Linked DNA regions of Sus scrofa: regions 2 and 3 are each linked to region 1. Evidence: chromatin contacts called from public HiChIP or PLAC-seq data. All regions are on one chromosome and are shown on one strand. The core of a region is the stretch at or near the end of the contact, and the rest is flanking DNA. Distances in the headings are between cores, read along the strand shown.

Region 1 (3,898 bases), core at 128-2,627:
CAAAGAAAAATGTACGACCAAGACTGTATGTGGCCTGCAGAGCTAGAGCACTGATCTGGCCTCAACCTAGTGTCTCAGCTGAATGCCCTGGGTATTGAGAGCATCAACCAGGCTGTTCCTCTAGGCTGGCTGGGTCTCCAGCCTTTGTGCCATTCTTGACTCCACGACACCACTTCCTGTTAAGTCCTATGGAATCTCACCCAGCGAGTGCTGAGCCCAGCTGAAGCCAAAGGCTAAAGAGGACACCCCCACCCCGGATTTCTGGTCCTCCATCCTCAGCTCCTTCCCCGCCAGGGCTCTGTCTCACAGGCTCCAGCTGCCCTCAACTCTGACCTTTGCCTCTTACCCTGGCCACAGTGCACTATGCACATTCAGCAGCTGTGTTCACAAACAATTTCACTCGTGTTGCCTTTACTTCATTTGCAAAGGTTACCCCACACCTACTCTCCTTGCCTAAGACATGGAGGTGCAGCTAAAGTCGGATTGTGTTTTGTGGCGTTCCCAGGAGGTACCTACTCCCTGGGAGGCTCTGGGTGGCTAGGGGTGGGGAAGGGTTGGGACACAAGTCAGCGGCAGTCCCTTATTCGGGAACTTTAGTGTCACGGAGACAGGAAACTAGCCTTGTGGAAACTCAAGAGAGGTGCTTCCTTCCAACTATGGGGGGGACTTAGTGAAATTCGGCTGTCAGGCCAGCACAGAGGAGGAATCGTGGTGCGGGAGGGTCTTTGGTTGTACTGAGAAGTTGTATGCTCTCGTCCTTCTTCATGGAAACAACATTATTTCTTAAAACCAGTATAGCAAAACCAACAAACCAAGACCAAGGGTTCTGCAAAGGGTGTGACTGCCATTGAGCTCAGTGATGGGAATTAACCCGGTGTCTTCACTGACTCCCTGACTTGACCCAGGCCTCCGGCCTCCGGCCAAGTCACCAGGCTAGCTAATGGGCAACAGTCCCACACGGGCGATCCCACACGGGCGAGTCCCCTTGGTGTGGCCAGTGACCCCAGGGCGGGCGGTGCCCGTGTGCGCACGGGCTGACGGCGACCCCCGGGGCGTCCTCGGCGTCGGGCACTGGGGGCAGGGGTGGGGGAGTGGTGGGCAGTGCTCGTGGGCGCCCCGCGGCGCGTCCCGGCTGCCCCCCTCAAGCCAGCCCTGCCCGTCTGCCCGAGGGCGCCGGCCTGGGGGGAAGCTCCCCGCCGTGAAGCCCCCACGGCGCGGGACCCGCGCGGGCTTCGGCCGCCGAGGCGCAAAGGGAACCTCCGCCGAGACGCGCGCAGCCGCTGCCGCCTTTCCGTCGCCGGAGGGCGCCCGCGGGGCGGAAGGGCCGCCCCTTTCAGCCGCGCGCCCCGGAAGCGGTAGCGCCGCGCGCCGGCGCCGGAAGTGGATGCGGCGGGCGGCGGCGGCGGCGGCAGCGGCGACGGCGGGCGGCTGTGCAGCTGCCTCGCGCGGCCCGGCGGGCGTCGCTGTCGGGGCCGCGGCGTCTCTCAGCCTCGGGCTGGCCCCCCGCGGCCTCGGGCTGCCCATGGGGCGCGGGGGACCGGGCCGGTGACGCCGGACGCCCATGGACGCCCCTGAGGAGCCGCTGCCGCCGGTGATCTACACCATGGAGAACAAGCCCATCGTCACCTGTGAGTGCCCGGCAGCGCGGGAGGGGGCGGCGGCCGCGGCGGGCAGCCCGGCCCGGGTCCCCGACCCCTCGGCCCCCGCGGCCCGGCCCCCGCTCTCCTGGCCCGGTCGCTTCCTGGAATGGAGGTGTGGCCGGGGCGGCGGCGGCGGCGGCGGCGGGGCCTCTGAACCCGCAGGCGACCTTCGACCTCTCCGGGGCCGACCTCCGACCTCAGCGCGGACGCCCTCCCGGGTTGTCCCGCTGCAGGTGGACCGCGCCGGTGACGCGGTGCGCCCGGCATGGAGGGCGCGCCCCGTCCGGCCGCAGGCCAGGCAGCTCGCCCCGCGCCCGGGGCCCGTCCTGACTCCAGCGGAGACGATCTCCCCCCGGCGCACGGTGCCCCCGGTCCCGACGTGGGTTCTCTGGCTGCGAGCGTGGACGAAGTTTGCGTGCGGGCATCGTGTTGGAAGACGTGGGTTTGCACTTCAGTAAAGCGGTGGATAGTGGGACGCAGGGGTCCGTCGGAGCGCGGCACAGACGCACTTGCTGGGGCACGACGGCCCCGACGGCGAGGCGCTGCGAGCCGAGACCCGCTGCACGGGCGGCCTCCTTGGCTCTTCCCCGCAGGCCCCGCCGAGGCGCTGGTGCAGAGCAGAAACCCACTTTACCGACGAGGCCGTTAAGGTTGGGGCGCTCATCCACGCTCTGGACTGCTAGGTGGGTGGGTGTAGGGTTTTTAGGGTTTTGTTTGGGGGCTGCGTCTATGCCTGCCCAAAGGAATTGTTTTTCTTTTACGGAAAAAACTTCCTCTGATTCCTCCAGTTGTAGCTTTAGAATGAAATACTTTCACAAGCACTGAGCTTATGGCAAGCGTTGAAATATTGGCTGACATTTTAATGGTTTGCGGAGAGGTTTGTTGCACGGGTAGGATTTTTGACTTTTGACAGTGTTCTCATCTTCAGTGAGTTTTTTCAAATAGCCTTCCGTGCTTTGAAAGGAAGCAGTCTTCCTATAGCAAAATCTGGGCACTTAGGCCACAGTGGATCGTTCTGTAGGTTTTGACAACTCCTGTTTCTCCCCCCCCCCCTTTTTTTTGTGAATAGTGGATACTCCTTATGCCTCCTCTTGTCAAGTCCCTGAGAAATTGTATATTTAAAGTTTAAGTTTGTTGCTTTATCTTTAGCTGCTAAACTTTCTTAGGGAAATGGACTGTGTCGCCTCTAAACTTGGACACTTGCGTAGTTCAGCAAAGCTGTTTTCTCTCTTCACTGGGACACTGGGCAACTGAAAGGCTTACCCAAGACCACACCTTCCGTCCCAGAGAACTGGGGGTGTGTAGAGCTGATGAGGAGGCTGTGCCCTTGGCAGGTGCTGTCCATGGCCTCGGGGAGGAGGGCCGGGCTCCAGGTGGTCTTCTGTCAGGTGTCAGTGTCTTTCAGACCCTGGGGAGTCCTCCCCAAGGGCCTGCTTGCCCTGAGCGCCGGGTCAGTGCTGCTTGTAGAGGCATCCCCGTATCTGTCTAGATGTCACACCCTCAGCTGACGTCATCACAGCAGTGTGTCTGTGGGCAGATGTAAAACACACCTGAAGAGAAAGTTCCTAAAGCTCCGTTGGAGTCAACCTTGACCCAGTGGGGAAATCCTCATCTTACTGTTTGCTTGTGAGTTTCATGTTTACGCACATGTGGGGCAGACAGCTAAAGGACAGTTTCCTTTCCTGCAGATTTATTGGAAAAGCTCTGTGGGTGGAGGTTCGCCCAGGGTTTAAAGCCTAATGAATACGCATTGTCTGCACTCCCGGTACCTCTGTTGTAAAAGGCACAACCATTCATTCATTGGAGTCTCCGTAAACTTTCAGAGAAAGTTAGCTTGAGACGTAAAAAAGATCCCTTTAAAAGTTGAAGATTTTTTTGCCTTTTGGAAAGGCTGACTTCACTGTTCACACTTGGAATTAGCTTCGGGAGATCCGGGACTGAAGCCGCGTGAGCTCCTGTTGTCCCGGTTGTGCTTCACCTGCTCTGCATCTCGTGCCCTTCTTGTAGCTGCACATGCTTGGCAGCGAGCAGCTGGTCTAAGCAATTTGGCCAAGGATAGTAGGAAAATTGCTTTTAAAAAGTCCAGCCAGAGACTTTGCTGTTATGTACACAGCTCCCTTAGAAGGCGGCAGTTTAGTTTTCAAACGTCTGCTTACGTCCTCTCCTTGCCTGCTTTTCCAGCCGTGGCACCCCGAGGAGGTCCGGCTTTGTTCATTGTCAAAGGAAAGCAGCGTTTATGCTCGTGTTCAGTTTCTTTC
Region 2 (4,300 bases), core at 1,283-3,782, 190 kb after region 1:
TACCTGGGGGGCGGTCGAAGGCACGGCCGAGCGGGGGTGTAGAGCCATAGACCAGGTCAAAGGGGCCCCAGTCTTCCACCTGCACGAGAGGGCGGGGCGGCTCGGGGGTGCAGAGCAGTCCCCGTGGGGCCCAGGCGCCTGTGACTCAGGCTGACCTCAGCCCGGGGGCCTCCAAGGGGGGCGGTGCACCCACTGGTCAGACCCACCTCTGTGGCTGAGGGGTGCAGGGAGCCCAGTTCCTCCATCTTGGGGAGGCCACCCCTGTCAGAGTCCTGGGGACCCAAGGTGACTCCTATGTGCCAGCATGGCCCTTAGGGACCCTCCCGAGAGGTTGACATGGGCCCCCAGTGTTCACATGGACTCTGTTGCTGGAAAATACTCAGGGAGCCCCTGTCGGCCTCCCCTGGGGAGGGCGAGCAACACCCCCCACCCCCCACCCCCCACCCCCACCCTGGTCGCCCACAACCCTGAGCTGAGACAAGGATGCTCTTTGTCCATCAAGGGCCCAGGCGCCCCCTGCCCAGGTGACATGAGGGACCCGCTTAGAGACTAGTCTATGTTGTTCTTTTTAAAAAAAATCCCAGAGACCCAAACATGAGGTCTCCGGCTTTGCTTATGGCTGCCCCCCAGCATATGGAGTTCCCAGGCCAGGGATCAGATCTGAGCTGCAGTTGCCACCTAAGCTGCAGTTGCCACCTAAGCTGCAGCTGCACCAACGCCAGATCCTTGACCAACTGTGCCGGGCCAGGGATGGAACCTGCATCCCAGCGCCACAGTGGGAGCTCCAGCTCTCTGGCTTTGTGAAGCACCTCGTCCAGGGCAGCCCTGGCCTCCCGGGACCCTCCCCAAGTCACTTCCCAGAAGCCTGCAGCCCACATCAGTCCCCAGCCTCTCATGCCCCCAGCACGTCCCGTCACGGGGACCTATGACCCCAACCCAGATGTGCTCCTGGGGCCATCTGCCCATTGTGCTCTATCTCAGCTGCTGACGGGAGCCAGGTCCCTCAGGGTGTTTAGACGGGGGTTGGGGGGCACCAAGGGGACCAGAGGAGGTGAAGGTGTGCCCACACTCTACATGCAGGTGACAGGTGGCGATCCCAGGAAACGCCGGGAAGGAAGCAGGGTCCTGGAGGAAACCCGCTGGGGTGCCCCTGAAATCCCCCCGAACCGCCGCCAGGTGGCCCGCAGATGCGGGAGCAGGTGGCCCGCATCTCTAGGAGGGGCAGCACCGCAGGAAAGCCCGCTTCGCAGGCCCTCGGGAAAGAGTGTGGTCAGCATGGCTCTTGAGGGCGCTGGACGCAAGCTCATTAATGGGGTGTCGGCTGAGCCAGGGCCTGTCCCATCTCTGCTGCTCGGGGGCCCTCGTGTCACCATCCCATCCCCTACCGACCTCCTCCCTGCGAGGGAGGCCCCCGCTGGGCCTGGGGTGAGCTCCCAAAATGCTCCCGGTGGGGCGTCTGAAGGGCACAGCGGGGGAGCGGGGGGAGAGGGCGCAAAGACACTGTCCTGGGCTTTGCGGGGGGCGTGACGGAGGGGCCTTCTCAGGCTCGGGGTGGGGTGGGGGGGTGCCACCCCGGACTCAGTCCCAGGGGCAGAGCAGGCCCCCCACGCTGGCTTTTTCCTCACCGCTCTGGCCCCTTAGACCCTCTGTCCAGGTGAGAGGCTGTGTCTGTGTGGGGTCGAGGGACCAGGGCCCTCCGGTCCCAAGGCCACAGGAGGAGGCGCCCCGGCCCTCTCCCTTCTGCAGTGACAGCCCGGGCCGGAGCTGGGTGCTGCTGAGGCGTTTTCAGGCCCTTCCTCCAAGGCCGCCGTCCAGGACGGCAGGAAGGAGTGGGCTTCGAGGAGCCCGAGCACTCGGAGGATGTCTTCAAACCCTCGGCGCTTTGTTTAGGGGGGCAGGGGGCTGAGCGCCCTCCCGGGCAGTTGGGGGCCGTGCAGTTGCCCCTCTCCTCTCTCCCACTGCGGGTCGACTCCTGCCTGACCGCCCCCCCCCACGTCGGCCCTGCTGGGGGCTGCCCCGCCCCTCCCCAGGTCCCAGCAGCGCCCCTGGAGGACCCGTCCAGCCCGCTTTCGCCTCGCCGCCCGCAGGCACCAGCGGCACTCACCTCCCTTCTCACCACGTTGGTGACATCGTCCAAGTGCCTCCGCGTTCCCGCCTCAGAACCGTTTTCCAAGAAGCCCAAACTCATCAGCTCTGCTGGGGAGCAAAGAGGACCCAGGAGGGCTGCCGCTGGCCGTGACCCCACGCAGGCCCAAAGGACCAGCGCTTGATCAGAAAACACGCCTGTCTTTCGACCCCTGTGTGTGTGGGGACAGAGCTCCCCTAGCGCGTGGCGGCGCACTCACCCTTCGTCTTTCCAGGGACGTGACAGGGAACCAAGACTGACGACATCGGCTGCGTTATCACTTATTACGCAACCAAACTCTCCGAGGGGTGACTTCAGAAAGTCAGCGGTGCGTGGCCAGGCCAGGCCTCCCTGGCTGCAGTGTCACTTTCTAGGTTAGGAAACCCCGGGGGGGTGGCAGCCCACACGGATATCGCTCGGCCAGGCTGTGACACGGCTGGCGGCAGGGGTGGAAGCCCAGCCCAGAAAGGACCTCCTACACTGAACAAAGGATGATGGCTGGGTAGCGCCCGGAAGGCTGGGCGGCCGTGGGCCATGACCCCTGGGTGCCTTCAGGGCCAAGCTGCTTCCGATGGTGCGTCTCGGGCCGGGTCCACAACTCGGGTGTGACGGAGGTCCCTGACCGCACTACCCAGGGTACTTGCACAGCGCGAGCCGGGTGCATCCTCCCCGCCCCTGGGACATAGACCGAGCAGTATTTTCCATGGATTCTTCTGATGCCTGCGGGGCCCAGAGGAATCCAAAGGATTTCCCAAGGCACCAGTGGGGGTGGAGGGGTTGTCAGGGCTCGGACTCCCAGGCAAGGCTGGAATGCAGCACGGGACCAGCCTGGGCCAGCTGGGTGACTGGGGAGGGAGCTGGCAGCCCTGGGAAGGGGGCTGCCGCAAGGTGGTCAGGTGAGCGGAGGGAGGCGTCAGAGGTGTGGTGGCCTCCGGCTGCCCTTGGCAGAGAACCTGGGCCCCAGGGCCCTCATTCTGTCACTTTATTTACAAGGCTGTAGGAATGAGCCCTGGGTACTCCTGAACCCCCCAAGTCCCCCACCTCCGGAAAATGACCCTCATTTCACAGGGGTCAGCCCCCAGCCCCCCTTTGCCTTCCACGCTAGCACACGTGCGCACGCGCGCGCGCGCACACACACACACACACACACACGAACACGCATACACCAGGTCCCCTGTGGGTCTCGCTCCAGGCAGCCCCATCTTCCAGTGCGGGTACTTGGATGTCACTGGACTCACCTTTCTTGATATCCCCAAAAAGGGACAGCACGCGGACGGGCTCTCTCTTCCACACAGGCACAGTTTTGTACATCTCAAGGGGACTCTCCTATTTGGATTTTTCGAAAAACGGTGTTCTGATGACTGCCGGGTCACAGCACCCATGAGAGACAAGGAGAGTTCCTTCTGGGCCAGCAGAGGCATTTCCCCGTGAAGGGAGACACCCGTGCCCTGGGGGCGGCCCTGCCCTGACTGCTGCCCCCAGGCCTCCAGAAGACCGCCCCCCCACCCCCAGGCTGGGGGCCTCCTCCCTGCCCCCACCCAGGCATCTCCAGCACAGGACTGGCAGTGCCGGGGCTTTCCCTGATGGGACAGAAGCTAATTCTATCCTGAGAGGAAGCCCTTCCCTGTGTTTCTGAGGCCTGGACTCACCTGAGCCCTCCCTGTCCCCTGTGTGGGCTCTGAAGGCGACCGGCAGAGGACCCCACCCAGGCCAGCTGCTGGCCTCTGGGTGCAACGGAGGTGCCGGCAAGGCCTGGGTAACGCGGCCCTCCCCCGTGGGGCACGAGCCAGCAGACATCTTGTGGGTCCATGTGTGAAACGGGCACCCCCAGAGCCCGTGCCCCCCAGGAGGTTCACTGAGAGGGTGCCTGGCCTCCAGCGAGCACAGCATTAAGCTGCAGATGGGAGACCAAGCTTGAGCAGGGGGGCTGCCTGGAGTCGGAGCAGATGGCTGGAGCCCAGCACAGGCAAGGACTGCAGGAGGAAGGGCAGGGGGTGCTGGGCTGCCCGCAGGCACCGGGAGATGAGGAGCGCAGGGCAGATCCAGCGCAGGCACAGCCCTGATGGACCCTTGGGGATGTGTGTCCTGACTCCCCGCATTCTCTAGCCTGCACCCCGCCCTGGGCCGGCATTCACAGCAGCCCTGAGAATCAACTCCTCCCTTGGACATGAAACT
Region 3 (4,077 bases), core at 907-3,406, 210 kb before region 1:
GCTATCCTTAGAAAGTCCAGCTTACAAGTGTGGCCCTCAGCCAGCCTCTGGGAATGGGGGACTTGCAGAAGGTCCCTTTACCCTGTGATAAGAGTGCCTCGCTTTCCCCTAAACTGTTTGTCCAAACAACATGAAGTGTGCTGGACATCTGCTTTCCCTCTGGGAGTCTGGAACTTGGGGATGAGCCTGGCAGCCTAGGCTCTGCTCTCACAAGCTCTCTCTCTTTTTCTGGGGCCGTGCCTCTGGCACATGGAAGTTCACAGGCCAGGTTTTGAACCCAAGCCACAGCAGTGACAATGCCAGATCCTTAACTGCTACGACACGGGGGAACTCCTAACAAGCTCCTTCTGACATTTTTTTGGTGTGTTGTCGCAGCTAGCTCTCACTCTACAAGACCTTTCCCTGTGCTTGCTCCCCTTTTGCCATAATTTTTTTTTTTTTTCCTTTTGTAGGGCCGCTTCCCGCAGCACATGGAGGTTCCCAGGCTAGGGGCTAATCAGAGCTATAGACGCTGGCCTACACCAGAGCCACAGCAACTCGGGATCCAAGCCTTTGTGTCTGAGACGTACACCACAGCTCAGGGCAACGCCGGATCCTTAACCCATGGAGCAAGGCCAGGGATGGAACCTGCAACCTCATGGTTCCTAGTTGGATTTGTTAACCCACTTCGCCACGATGGGAACTCCCCCTTTTGCCATAATTAATCACATCCATGAGTCTTCCTCAGTCCTGCTGCTCCCCCGACACATGGCCCTTTACAGAAAGAGTCGGCTGAGGCCCATTCTCCCAAACACTACCGTCACCCCTAAGACAACAGCTCTTCTGCAGTGTAGACTAACGTCTAGCCTATGAGCAAGCTCTCCCAGTCATTCCCAAAGGACCCCAAAATATATATATTTTTCCCACTCAGCAGCATATAGAGTTCCTGGGCCAGGGATCCAAGCTGAGACTGCCAGATCCTTAGCCCACTGTGGCCCCCAGAGATGGAACCTGTACCCCAGCCCTCCAGAGGTGCACCTGATCCTGTTGGGCCTCAGCCAGAACTCCCCAAGTGAATTTTTAGCTTTTTAAAAAACCAGGATCCAGGGTCATCATGGCTCAGCAGTAACGGACCTGACTAGGATCCTTGGGGATGCAGGTTCCATCTCTGGCCTTGCTGGGTGGGTGAAGGATCCAGCATTGCCCTGAACTGTGGTGTAGGTCACAGACGCGGCTCAGATCTAGCGTTGCTGTGGCTGTGGCTATGGCCTGGGACCTTCCATATGCCACGGGTGCGGCCCTAGAAAGCAAAAATAAATAAACCAGGACCCAATCGAGATTTGCATATTGCACCCCCCCCTTTACACATGCTTCACCCATGCCTGCCTTCATGGCGTAACTGTGAAGAAAGTCGGACTCTCAGGGCTGGGATCCAGATTGCCTCCTCGACGGGCCTTCCTCCATGTCCTGAAGCTGGGGTGCACTCCAACAGGCTGGACGAGGTCAGAGCAGCCCACCCCACCTGTGCTGCTGCAGGGTTGGGGTGCCCGCCAGCGGTGGCACACCACTGCAGGTGGCGGGACCGTCCCACAAACCCGGTCCCTGACCACTTCCCTGGGCTGTTGTGGCACTTTCTTTTTCTTTCTTTGGTTTTTAGAGTCGCACCCCGAGCACATGGAAGTTCTAGGCTAGGGTGTTGAATCAGAGCTGCAGCTGCTGGGCTACATCACAGCCACAGCAACAACTGGATCCTTAACCCACGGAGCGAGGCCAGGGATCGAACCCTCAGTCTCACGGTTCCCAGTCGGATTCGTTTCCCTGTTGGGGCATTTTCTCAGGACCTTCTCGGAACCAACGATTCACTGGAGGCTGCGCAGGGTCTTCCGCCACCTCCACCTCCACCGCTCCTCTGTCTCTGCTCCCTGACATTCACTGCTAAGGCAGGGCCTTCCGTCAGCAGCTGGGGGTGAACTACAGCCACCCACCCTCAGCAAAATAATATAATAATAATAATAATAATAAAAGGCGGGCAAACGCTTAAGGACATCCCTTTAATACCCAGGGTCCAGAGTGAAAGTCCGCCAACACTGACGCGGCATTGTCGTTGCGGGCCACGGCCACTAGGAGGTGGTGGCGTAGGCCCCGGCGAGGCCGGCGCGGCCCGGTGACGTCAGACTCCGCGCCGGAGCTAGGCCCGCGCAGGCTGTGACATCACGCCGCGCGCCCAGGCGAAGCGGTGCGGTAGCGGAGGTTGAGGGGTCTCCACGCGGTCGCTATGGGTCCGCGGGTGCAGCTTCCGCCCGAGATCCAGCTGGCGCAGCGCCTGGCGGGGAACGAACAGGTGACCCGGGACCGGGCGGTGAGGAAGCTCCGGAAATACATCGTCGCCAGGACGCAGCGGGCCGAAGGTGGGCGCGGTTCGGCGAGTTGGGGGCGGAGGGGGCCGGGGGGGCCTGAGGGGCCTGGCGGGCAGGGGGACGCGGGGCGTCCGCGGCCCCGGCCCCTTCCAACGGCGTGGGTCTTCCACGTGGTCGGGCCGTGCGCGCGGGGCCTGCGTGGGTGCTTCCACCCGCTTGCCGCCCACCCTCGCTGCTTTGAAGGTTCTCGGCGCTCACTTTGTGTTGCGGTGACCGCGTGTCCCTCAGCGTGGACTCCCGCTCCCCAGCCCCTTAGCTCCTTTTCCCAGCTCAGACCTGCCTTCTCTGGGAACCAGTCCCCCTTCCCAGCCCTCAGTCCATATATCCCGCTATCCCTGGTACCCACTGTTTGGGCACCGTTTATTTTCCCCTCAGAGCGGCATTTTTCAGTGTTGGAGGTTTTCTCTCGTGTCCGAGTTTCACTGTGGTTTGCGCTGCTCAGAGAACGTGCTTCTTAAGCGTTCTATATAACAGTGGTTCTCAAAATGTGACTCCAGCTGCAGCTGGTCATTTGTTAGAAATGCAGATTCTTGGCAGGTGGGCCAAGAGTGTGTTTTAAGAAACCCTCTGGGTGATGGGATCCTTTTGCTAAAGTCTGAGAACCATTGCCCAGGAACATTGCCAGACACCGTAGTCAGGACCCCAGTGTGTTCCCAGTGAGTGACTTTATACATCCGCTTTCATAACTAGTCTGAAGTAGCTAACTTGTAATTGAAGATTTGAAAAGCGGGAGTTCCCTTTGTGGCTCAACAGGTTAAGAACCCAGCTGGTATCCATAAGATGCAGGTTTGATCCCTGGCCTGGCTCAGTGGGTTAAGGATCCGGCATTGCCATGAACTGAGGTGTAGGTCACAGATGTAGCTCTAATCTCTCATTGCTGTGGCTGTGGTGTCGGCCGGCAGCTGCAGCTTGGATTTGACCCTTAGCTTGAGAACGTCCATATGCCATGGGTGCGGCCGTAAAAAGACAATAGACAAACAAAGAAAAATCATAGATCTCTGGTGTGACACTGGGCGAATTGTTGCCAACACGTTTGCCTGTGTAGCTACCATCCAGCCTAGGAAATGGTGGCTCCGTCAGCTTTGAATCTGTGAAAGTGGAGTACTGTGCCTGGTGCTTGAAGATCTGTCAGTGTTCACAGAATGAATGAACCTGTGCCCTGGGGGGTCCCTCCAGCCCTAGGCCAGCAGGTTCTGGGTTAGGGAGATGGCTGGGACGATGGGGGGTAGGGAGAGGTACCATTACAGTAAGAGGACCTGGGTCTGATTCAGGCCGTCACATTTTCTCTGGCTGTGTTCTGGCTCTAGAAGGTTGGGTTCAGGAGTTCCGGTTGTGGCTCAGCAGTCACGAACCTGATTAGTGTCCATGAAGTTGCAGGTTCAATCCCTGGCCTCGCTCAGTGGGTTAAGGATCCGGCATTGCCATGAACTGTGGTGCAGGTCACAGATGCAGCTCAGATCCGGCATTGCTGTGGCTGTGGTGTAGCCTGGCAGCTGTAGCTCTGATTAGACCCCTAGCCTGGGACCCTCCATATGCTGCAGGTACGGCCCCTAAAAAGTCGAACTAAATAAATAAATGGTTGGTCTGTTTGTGTTGCAGGTAGCTTCACACATGATGAGCTGCTGAAGGTGTGGAAAGGCCTGTTTTACTGCATGTGGATGCAGGACAAGCCACTCCTCCA

The links. HiChIP or PLAC-seq counts read pairs in DNA pulled down with a chosen protein or histone mark.
Region 2: a contact with region 1 is called in an H3K27ac HiChIP or PLAC-seq map of alveolar macrophages. The contact joins the enhancer-like site here to the promoter of TRAPPC10 in region 1. A contact is called at or near these places in 7 of 47 Hi-C or Micro-C datasets (alveolar macrophages, embryonic fibroblasts, heart right ventricle and 4 more) and 2 of 2 datasets of contacts at active chromatin or transcription factors (alveolar macrophages and skeletal muscle).
Region 3: a contact with region 1 is called in an H3K27ac HiChIP or PLAC-seq map of alveolar macrophages. The contact joins the promoter of RRP1 here to the promoter of TRAPPC10 in region 1. A contact is called at or near these places in 2 of 5 promoter capture datasets (fetal skeletal muscle and liver) and 1 of 2 datasets of contacts at active chromatin or transcription factors (alveolar macrophages).

Annotation. Positions count from the first base shown.
Region 1 is chr13:206,934,934-206,938,831 of Sscrofa11.1, forward strand. It overlaps TRAPPC10 (trafficking protein particle complex subunit 10), which reads left to right and starts at 1,378. Exons shown (of 23, transcript XM_021071078.1): 1 at 1,378-1,628. The coding sequence starts at 1,562.
Region 2 is chr13:207,125,124-207,129,423 of Sscrofa11.1, forward strand. DNMT3L (DNA (cytosine-5)-methyltransferase 3-like) reads right to left here. Exons shown (of 15, transcript XM_021071081.1): 10 at 3,364-3,451; 11 at 2,105-2,196; 12 at 4-79. Among named protein-coding and RNA genes, the nearest start is that of ICOSLG, 11 kb to the left of the region's middle. Within about 2 kb of position 2,533, at least 13 of the 83 cell types and tissues checked have an H3K27ac peak or open chromatin away from gene starts, as enhancers often do. A contact at or near this core is called in alveolar macrophages and retroperitoneal adipose tissue, where this site is marked.
Region 3 is chr13:206,720,435-206,724,511 of Sscrofa11.1, forward strand. It overlaps RRP1 (ribosomal RNA processing protein 1 homolog A), which reads left to right and starts at 2,157. Exons shown (of 13, transcript XM_021071076.1): 1 at 2,157-2,387; 2 at 3,996-4,077. The coding sequence starts at 2,255.